Regions from separate parts of the Mus musculus genome. Here region 2 is linked to region 1. A link is a contact called in public HiChIP or PLAC-seq data. All regions are on one chromosome and are shown on one strand. Each heading gives the region's core, a stretch centred on a gene start, on an enhancer-like site or on the middle of the called end of the contact. The rest is flanking DNA. Distances are from core to core; before and after follow the strand shown.

What was found. HiChIP or PLAC-seq counts read pairs in DNA pulled down with a chosen protein or histone mark.
Region 2: a contact with region 1 is called in a FOXA1 HiChIP or PLAC-seq map of pancreatic cancer cells. The contact joins the enhancer-like site here to the promoter of C430042M11Rik in region 1. A contact is called at or near these places in 1 of 39 promoter capture datasets (neural stem cells), 1 of 484 Hi-C or Micro-C datasets (nephron progenitors), 10 of 115 datasets of contacts at active chromatin or transcription factors (the NIH/3T3 cell line, the SCID.adh cell line, SST interneurons and 7 more) and 1 of 9 other capture datasets (pancreatic islet).

What each region holds. Positions count from the first base shown.
Region 1 is chr17:83,852,976-83,857,589 of GRCm38.p6, forward strand. C430042M11Rik (RIKEN cDNA C430042M11 gene) reads right to left here and starts at 1,443. Exons shown (of 2, transcript NR_155491.1): 1 at 1,241-1,443.
Region 2 is chr17:84,234,939-84,239,253 of GRCm38.p6, forward strand. The region is part of intron 31 of Thada (thyroid adenoma associated); the gene reads right to left. Among named protein-coding and RNA genes, the nearest start is that of Gm36279, 45 kb to the left of the region's middle. Within about 2 kb of position 2,388, at least 42 of the 459 cell types and tissues checked have an H3K27ac peak or open chromatin away from gene starts, as enhancers often do. A contact at or near this core is called in T-cell acute lymphoblastic leukemia and pancreatic cancer cells, where this site is marked.

The DNA.
Region 1 (4,614 bases), core at 193-2,692:
TGCAAAGGGCAGGGTCGAGATGGATTAGAGGTACAGACGCTTGTCACTGAGCTGACGACCTAACGTCCTTCCCTGGGATCCGCAGTGATGGAAAGAGAGAGCTGATTCCTCACAATCGTCATCTCACCTCCAAACTCACTCCGTGGGGCAAAAATAAAAAACCAAATTAGATAAATGTATATATTTTTTATTTAAAATGGCAGGGGATGCCTTTAATCCTAGCACTTGGGAGGCAGAGGCAGGCGGATTTCTGAGTTTGAGGCCAGCCTGGTCTACAGAGTGAGTTCCAGGACAGCCAGGGCTACACAGAGAAACCCTGTCTCAAAAAACAAAAAACAAAACAAAACAAAACAAAAAGGCAGGGGATATAGCTCAGAGATAGAACACTTGGCTATTATTCATAATGCCTTTGATTTAATCCCCAGTCCCGAGAGACAAGACAAGACAAAGCAACCCGATGTCCTGCCACATACACCAATCTATCATCTTTAGTTTTGAAGCCTGAATGGGGCTCGAAGGTGAAAATCCAGGTGTTGTCAGAGCTGTATTTTTTTTAAAGACTTATTTATCTTATGTTCGTTGGTGTTTTGCCTACATGTATGTCCATATGAGGGTGTCAGATCCCCTGGAATTACAGACTGTTTCGAGCTGCCATGTGGGTGCTGGGAATTGAAACTGGAAGAGCAGCCAGTGTTCCTAACCACTGAGCCATCTCCTCAGCCTTGGGTCTTGTCTTTTTTTTTTTTTTTAAAGAGTTCAGGTAGAAGACATAGGTTTCTTCTTCTCTAACCTATCAAGATCCTCCTCACACCTGCAAGTAACGGAGACTCCAATTAACCGGGAGCTTATGGGATGCTGAGGATTTATATGCTAGGTGACAAGCAAGTACACCCCTCCCCCCACTAAATAAAAGTGTAATTTAAACAATTCAAAGACACACGTCTAGAGAGATGGCTCAGCCACTGAGAGCACTTGCTACTCTTGTAGAGGGCCAAGGTTTGGTTCCCAGTATCCACATGGCAGCTCACAATTGCCTGTACCTCCAGTTCCAGTGGATCTGATGCCCTCTTCTGGCTTTTAATGGCACCACATACACACACACAGTGAACAAAACATACATGCAAGCAAACGCTCATAACTAAATAAATCTTAGGAATATAAAAATGAAACAAGACAGAAAAACAAGCAAAGAAAACCCGTTCAGCTAAGGGGAAAGTTAAAGGCTCATATAACAAGATACCTGTCTGAGTCAGGGGTTCTCTTGCTGTGAAGAGACCCCATGACCATGGCAGCTCTCATGATGGAAAACATACTCTGGGCTGGCTTAGTTTCAGGGGTTTAGTTCATTATCATCATGGTGGGAAGCACAGCCGTGTGTAGGCAGACCTGGTGCTTGAGAGGAGGAGAGCATTCTATATCCAGATCCGAAGGCATCAGGAAGAGACCTTGAGCCACTAAGCCCCAGCTTGAGCTCCTCAGACCCGCCCCCTAGTGACGCGCATCCTCCAGCAAAGCCACACCCACTCCAACAAGGCCACACCTCTTTAGTGGCACTCCGTATGGGCCTATGTGGGCCATCTTCATTCAGACCACCACAGTAGCTAAAGGATATTTGCAGGAGGTGTAACTGAGGAGACCCAGCCTGAATGTTGCTCATGTCAGGTTTTGTGTGACAGCGAGGAGAAAAGTGACTAACACACGTCCTATTCCTGGTGGCTGAGGACAGCTGGTTACACGTAGCGTTTCCTTAGGACCACGCCCTGTCTCCAGTGCTGCAGGTGCTTGCTTGCTCTGCTGTGGGGGCTGCAGAGCGGGTTGAGTCATGTTAGCAGCATCCTTCCATTCTTCCTACCAGACATATGTTGTTGAAATTTTTTAATCCCAATCTGGGGTTTCTCTATCACCTTGATCATTCAGTTCCTGGATAAAAGACACACAACCTTTATATTTACAATAAGCCTTAATCAGCACAAGAGCTGGGCAGATACCTACCCTCTATGCTATTAGAATCTACCTTCCTATCAATAACCCCAAGTTATTATTTACTATGTTTCATCTATGCTGCTCTTAACTCCAATTGGTCAGCCCTCAGGTTCTCCCTCGAGAACCCATGGCTTCTCTCTCCCTCCTTCACCTTCTTCTCCCTCATGGTTTTCCTCAGACCCCCAGTCCTGGAATCCTAAACCCCACCTATGTCTCTTCTGTCCAACTATTGGTTGTCAGCATCTTTATTTACCAATGAGAAATAACTTGGGTGCAAAGTCACTGGGTCTACACTCAGACTTTCTCTCAGGGAACCAGGTCTTAGGGGCTTGCACTTAGCCCTACAATACACAGCAAAAGACCAAACCTCAAAAGACTTAGGCAATTCTCCCCATGTTTCTGGGAGATCAAACTGCCATGAAGGGAGAACCAGATGTGTGTGCTGGCCACGAGAGGCTCAAATGTCCATACTTGCACCCATTACTGGGACAAAACCAGTAGTAACCAGCAGACGTTGCTTGGATCTGGTGTTTCCAGGTTCCCAGACTTTTATTCAAGAAAACTAAAATAAAGGCAGAAACAAATTGCAAAGAAGCAAAGGAGTTTTATTTCAAAGCAAAGCAATAGTATAGACCAGAAACATCCTGTCAAGAGTGATAGGGGACACTATCTATCGATCGATTTATCTATCTATCTATCTATCTATCTATCTATCTATCTATCTATCTATCATCATCATCATCTATCATCTATCTATCTATCTACCATCTATCTATCTATCTATCTATCTATCTATCTATCTATCATCTATCTATCTATCTATCTATCTATCATCATCATCATCTATCTATCTATCTACTATCTATCTATCTATCTATCTATCTATCATCTATCTATCTATCTATCTATCTATCTATTATCTAACTATTCATCCATCTATTTATCCATCTATCTATCCATCTATCTATTATCTATCTACCTATCATCTATCTATCATCTATCTATTATCTATCTATCTATCTATCTATCTATCTATTATCTATCTATCTATCTATCTATCTATCTATCTATCTATCTATCTATCTATCTATCTTATATGTAAGTGTTTTGCCTTCATGCATGGATGTACACTACTTGCCTGCCCAGTTTCCTCATCAAATCCCTTGGGACTGGAGTTGCAGATGGTTGTGAGCCATCATGGTGCTGGGAACTGAACCCTGATCCTCTACTAGAACAGCAAGTGTGTTCAACCACTGAGCCATCGCTCCAGAACATCCCCCACCCCCATATTCTATCATTCCTGACTCTTCATGACATGGTTCCAAATGATCTTGATAAGAGTAAATGTGTGTGGAATCCTGGGGTCCAAGGCACCCTGAGGAGTGTCAACACTGACATTTTTTTGTGGCTCAAGTGTTGTGGATGAATTTATATTTGTTACCTACAATGAAGAAAACTGAGAATATCTATGAGATGCCCAAAGTTATTTAGTCTCTCTCTCTCTCTCCCTCCCTCTCTCTCTCTCTCTCTCTCTCTCTCTCTCTCTCTCTCACACACACACACACACACACACACCACATACCCCCACACACCCACCATATATTCTACTAGTAAGTAATACTAAAAGAATTTCACATAAATCCGAGGAAAAGACCCAGACACATCAAAGAATCTAAATGAACAGAAGAAATTTAAAGACGACACTGAACAAAAAATGCTCAGCACCCTTAAATCTACTTTCTGTTTTTCCCTGGCAACATAGTTTCTTCTGCATACAAAACAGCACACACTGCAAGGAGAAAGACAGCTCAGGTCTGTGAGCTCAGGGAACTTGTGGTTAGATGACCTTGGGAGTTCATTCTGGACTTCACAAAGATTTCTTGTATTTTTTTTTTCCCTGATAGTTACAAAATTCCTAGCTCCCATAAGTGGGAGGGTAAGATAGAATGGATCATAACAAGGCAGATAGCAAGAAAACTATCATACACCCAGAGGAACTGCCGATCTGAAGGTCTAACACCAAGTATTGACGAGTCTAAAACTAAAACTCAGTCTTACTGGCAGGAGTGGACGCTCCCTCCAGCATCTTCTGGGATCCGGAGCTCACAGGTAAAGGTGGCCCACTGGGTGGCAGAGAAGTTGGCTAAAGGGCTTCAGGCTAAAGTTGCTAGCATGTAGGCAAATGTGCTGCCTAATCTTAAGTGGGAATCCATGTACTGTCTGCTGAGCTGTAGGAGCCAGAAGAGAAGCATTGGACAGAGGGATAACAGCCCCTGCAGTGGCCTCTAGCACCTATATTGACAGGGCCAGACAGTGGCAGAAGATGACAGAAAACCACTGTCATCTGGGTCCAGTTCCAGGGCTGCAGAGCAGAGGACAAGCAGAGGAGGGATAACTTCCTGCCACTCCCATCTTCTGTGTCCTCAAAACACTCAAGGAGAGTTTTCCTGAATCATGTCTTTTTATGCATTGATTGTAAGAAATAGGGTGACCAGTAACTGATTAGGGTGCCCAGTGACTAGGGTTCAGATTGTCTGGGACAGTCACAGTTGGTGCTCACTGGTCTTTCACCCTCAGAACGATCCCCCTTTGAAGCCGGTCTATGTGGTATCAGTTTCTGTCAAGCCCTCC
Region 2 (4,315 bases), core at 1,138-3,637, 380 kb after region 1:
GCAGGCAGGCAGGCAGGGCAGGCAGGGTAGGGCAGGCAGGGTAGGGCAGGCAGGCAGGGCAAGGCAGAGAGGCAGGGCAGAGAGGCAGGCAGGGCAGGGAGGGCAGGGCAGAGAGGCAGGCAGGGCGGGGCAGGGCGGGGCAGGGCAGGGCAGGGCAGGGCAGGCAGGCAGGGCAGGCAGGCAGGCAAGGAGGGCAGGCAGGCAGGCAAGGAGGGCAGGCAGGCAGGGCAGGGCAGGCAGGCAGGGCAGGCAGGGCATGCAGGCAGGCAAGGAGGGCAGGCAGGCAGGGCAGGCAGGGCAGGCAGGCAGGGCAGACAGGCAGGGCAGACAGGCAGGCAGGGCATGCAGGCAGGCAGGGCAGGCAGGCAGGGCAGGGCAGGGCAGGGCAGGGCAGGCAGGGCAGGCAGGGCAGGCATACAGAGGGGCCTTCCACAGTGTAGATGCTCACCACATACAGTTCTTGGGCTCTTTTAAGTCTTAGATGTAGCAGAGAATTAACAAGACCAGCCTCTACTTCTTGGAGGTCCCACCCTCCCCTCTGTGCATCAGAACCTAGTGACCAGTGAGGGGGCCTCTAGGAGGAACAAGAGGCTGGAGGGAGGAGTACACAATTTTTTATTATGAACAACTGCAGAGATAACACAGCATTCCTTCCCTACAGTGGTTCTCAGCCCAGGGAGCATGGGAAACTCATTGGGGAACTTTCGCAAAGCATGTCTAGCTTTAAAGTGACCCAGGTCACTCTGGTGCACATCTGGGACTGACAGCTACCGTTGGTGCTTCCACACCCACTACAGCACTCACCACAAGGTTTCCCAACAGGATCTCTCTGACAAAGTATGTCTTGGGGTAGCAAATGCAGTCTATTTCAACATACGGTACTTACATTTTTGTTTTTAATGGGTGCCTTTTATAAGCAGGGCACAGAACCTGACAGTAGCTTTCTGGTATGAAGCTTAACAGCTTTCTCTAGCGGGCAGTAATTTTTAAACTAACTTTTCTGTTTGTCATCTCAAACTTGATTGGGTTTTGCCTCAGGAAGCCATGGTCTCACTGAAAGGACCAAGTCCTTGTTTGATTGGCCCCACTGTATTTGTATGAGGGTCAGATGGCTTTGGCAATCCTATTTTGCATAGACATTTCCAGTCTTCCCTGTTGGGAAGTGTTCACATGTCCCAGTATGGTCAGCGCAGTCACTCAGGACTGTGTTACTGAGTCTCACACTCGATGTGTGCTCATCTTCAGATATGGCTTTTGTTTGTTCTTCTAAGCAAAGCGTATTTCTGGTCTTTAAGATAATGACTTAATGGCTGGATTCATACGGAAGGAACTACCTCCTGCTGTACTATGACCTTTCTCATTGGAGAAACATATTATTGGGTTTGGTGGCTCATGCCTGTAATCCTAGCACTTTGAAGGCAGAGGCAGAAGGATCCCTGAGAGTTCAAGGCTAGCACAATGAGACTTAATCTCAAAAATATAAAATCAAGTCCTAAGTAATAGAGCAGTCAGTTTTAAGTTACCAATTTAAGAAAGGTGTTTTTATTTTAAGTGATGTGCATATGTGTATCTGTCTGTGTCCAAGGAGGCTAAAAGTGGGCACCAGGTCCACAGAGCTGGAGTTAAAGACACAGTGCACTGCCAGAGGAGGGTGCGAGGAACCACACTCAGGTCTTCTGTAAGAGCAGCATGTGTGGAGCGGCTATGAGCAAATCCCAAGGAGACTTACTATATTCCTTTGAGGCTCCCTGCCACTGAACTTCAGAGGCTCTTATTCCACTTGACCCTGTGTGCTGCTCCCTCACCTCAAACTGAATCTGTCTTCTGCAAAGCTCTGAATTCTCTCATGCGGCTAGGCCAATACAAGTTTGCAGATTGGCTGGGGATATGGCTTGGTTGTTAGGGTGTTTGCCTGCCATGTGTAAGTTCCTGAGTTGGATTCCCAGTCCACATACTCTAGGTCCTGTACTCCTGTCATCCCAGCACTGAAGCGGTGGAGGTAGGAGGATCAAGTGCTCGTGTCACTTGGCTACAGAGTGGGTACACGGCATCCTGGGATACACAGGACCCTCTCCTGCCAAGTGAGCAGATACAGTAGTCCTAAACTTTCACCCAGCATTCCTTAAAGGAGGGGCTAAGAAAGTCTCGATGTGCAGTGGGGTGTCCCACCTTCTCCCAGGTCAGTGAGAGCTACAACCGAGCCAAGTGAAGTTCTTATCTGAACTGGGTCTAAAAATAATCAGCTGATAATTTGTACTCTGCAAATGTTAATGTCTTGTTATGTAATTTCTCAGTAAAAAAAATACTTGTACAGAAAAGGAAACCATAGGAACTACAACAACAAAATCAGCTGATTTATTAATTTTTGGCTTTTCCTTATCAAAGGGAAATTCCATTCTTCTGTTTAATCCAACGCCTCTCCCAGTAAAGCTGTGATCCTGACCCCAGAGGCCCTTCCAGTTACAAACATGGAGAAGCTGGGAGAGGCCCTGGAAACAGGTCTTCTCTGAGCTGGTCTTGGCCTGCTCTTTCTTGTCAGATTTGTTCCTGGTTCTCTGACACCCTTCAAAGAGGTGTCCATCACTTTCCCCTGTGTGCTGGACAGTTTTATGTCAACTTGACACAAGCTAAAGTCATCTGAGAGAAGGGAACCTCAGTTAAGGAAAACCTCAGTTAAGGAAATCTGACTGTAGGCAAGCCTGTAGGGCATTCTCTTAATTAGTAATTGATAGGGGAGAGCCCAACCTATTGTGGGTGGTGCCATCCCTAGGCTGGTAGTCCTGGGTTCTATAAGAAAGGAGGCTGAGCAAGCCATGGAGAGCAAGCCAGTAAGCAGTATCCCTCCGTGGCCTCTGCATCAGCTCCTGCCTCTGTTCCTGCCCTGTCTTAAGTTTCTCTCAACTGTCTTCAATGATGGACTATTATGTAGAAGAGTGAGCCGGATAAACCCTTTCCTCCCAAGCTGCTTTTGCTTACAGTGTTCCATCGCAGCAGTAGTTACTCTAACCAGGAAACTCTGGTTGTCAGAACGTTATGAGAATCATGCATCTCTCCCTCATCCTCCCAAATATCAGTTTTAGGCTGGCATGGAACTCACTATGTAGCTGAGGATGGCCCTGAACTTCAGCCCCTCTTGCTTGCATTTCAAGTGCTCGCATTACAGGCCTATGCACCAGGCTAGCTCAGGGGCAGGTGTGTTTAAGCAAAGAATCCTTAATGTGCTGGTGGGGACGGACTGAGGATGTCTTTTAAGTATACTATTTGAAGAACACCTTCTTAAGCCATAAGCTGTGAGCTCAGCCCTTCTAACTTGTGAATCAGAAGATTACAGAAGGGAAGGGATGAGTGCATGGGGGGGGGACTACAATTTCTAACTACTTCCCTCCAGTTCCATCCCAGCAGCCTTTACCCAACACAGGGAGCCAATCAGGAAACACTGCAGATAAACACAGGACGAACTAAAGACACAAACATGCAGTTATTTCCCAACATAGTCTGCTTCTGCTTCTTCAAAGAACTGCACCACAGTGCAAGATTTGGAGGGGATTTGCACCACCATAAACCCTAGCACCTGCCACCCTTTGATTGACCTATTTCCCACAAAGGATTTTAGGCCTCTCTGATGTTTCCAGGCAACAGGAGACACCATGAAAGCACTCTGAGGACCACACCTGGATAGACAGGCTCTTTTTAGTACCTTGGTCGATTTCTGTTGCCTTACCAGCATCGAGAGGGACTGGGACCAAGCAATCTCAGTCCTTGTCAGTGATAAAAGACAGTCCTGAGACTCTGCCTGAGCTCTAAAGTATGTACTTAAGAAACAGAATCTGGAGGCTGGAGCAACTGCTCAGCAGTTAAGAGCACTGACTGCCCTTTCCAGAGGTCCCAAGTTCAATTCCCAGCAACCACATGGTTGCTGTAATGAGATCTGATGCCCTCTTCTGGTGTGCCTCAAAACAGCTACAGTGTACTCATACATAAAATGAATAAATTGCAAAAAGAAAAGAAAAAGAATCTAAGAGCAAAGAGGCCTCTGGAACTACTGGATTGCAGACACACTACAAGAGGAGGAGTGCAGGGAGGGCTCCCAGCAGGCGAGCCCAGCAGAATCTGGCTGGGTTGCAGAAGTCCACCATGGAGGGAGGAGTTAAGGAACTTCTTCCAGGTAAGCAACAGGAGGTGAGCCAAGGAGGAAGGGCACCAGGATTCCTGTTGTATTTAATGTGCCCACCACAACCCCAGACGAGGCAGTAAAAGGGTGGGAATTTACACACTGGGTGCTGACAGACATCAGTGAAAATTCAAGACTGAGGCC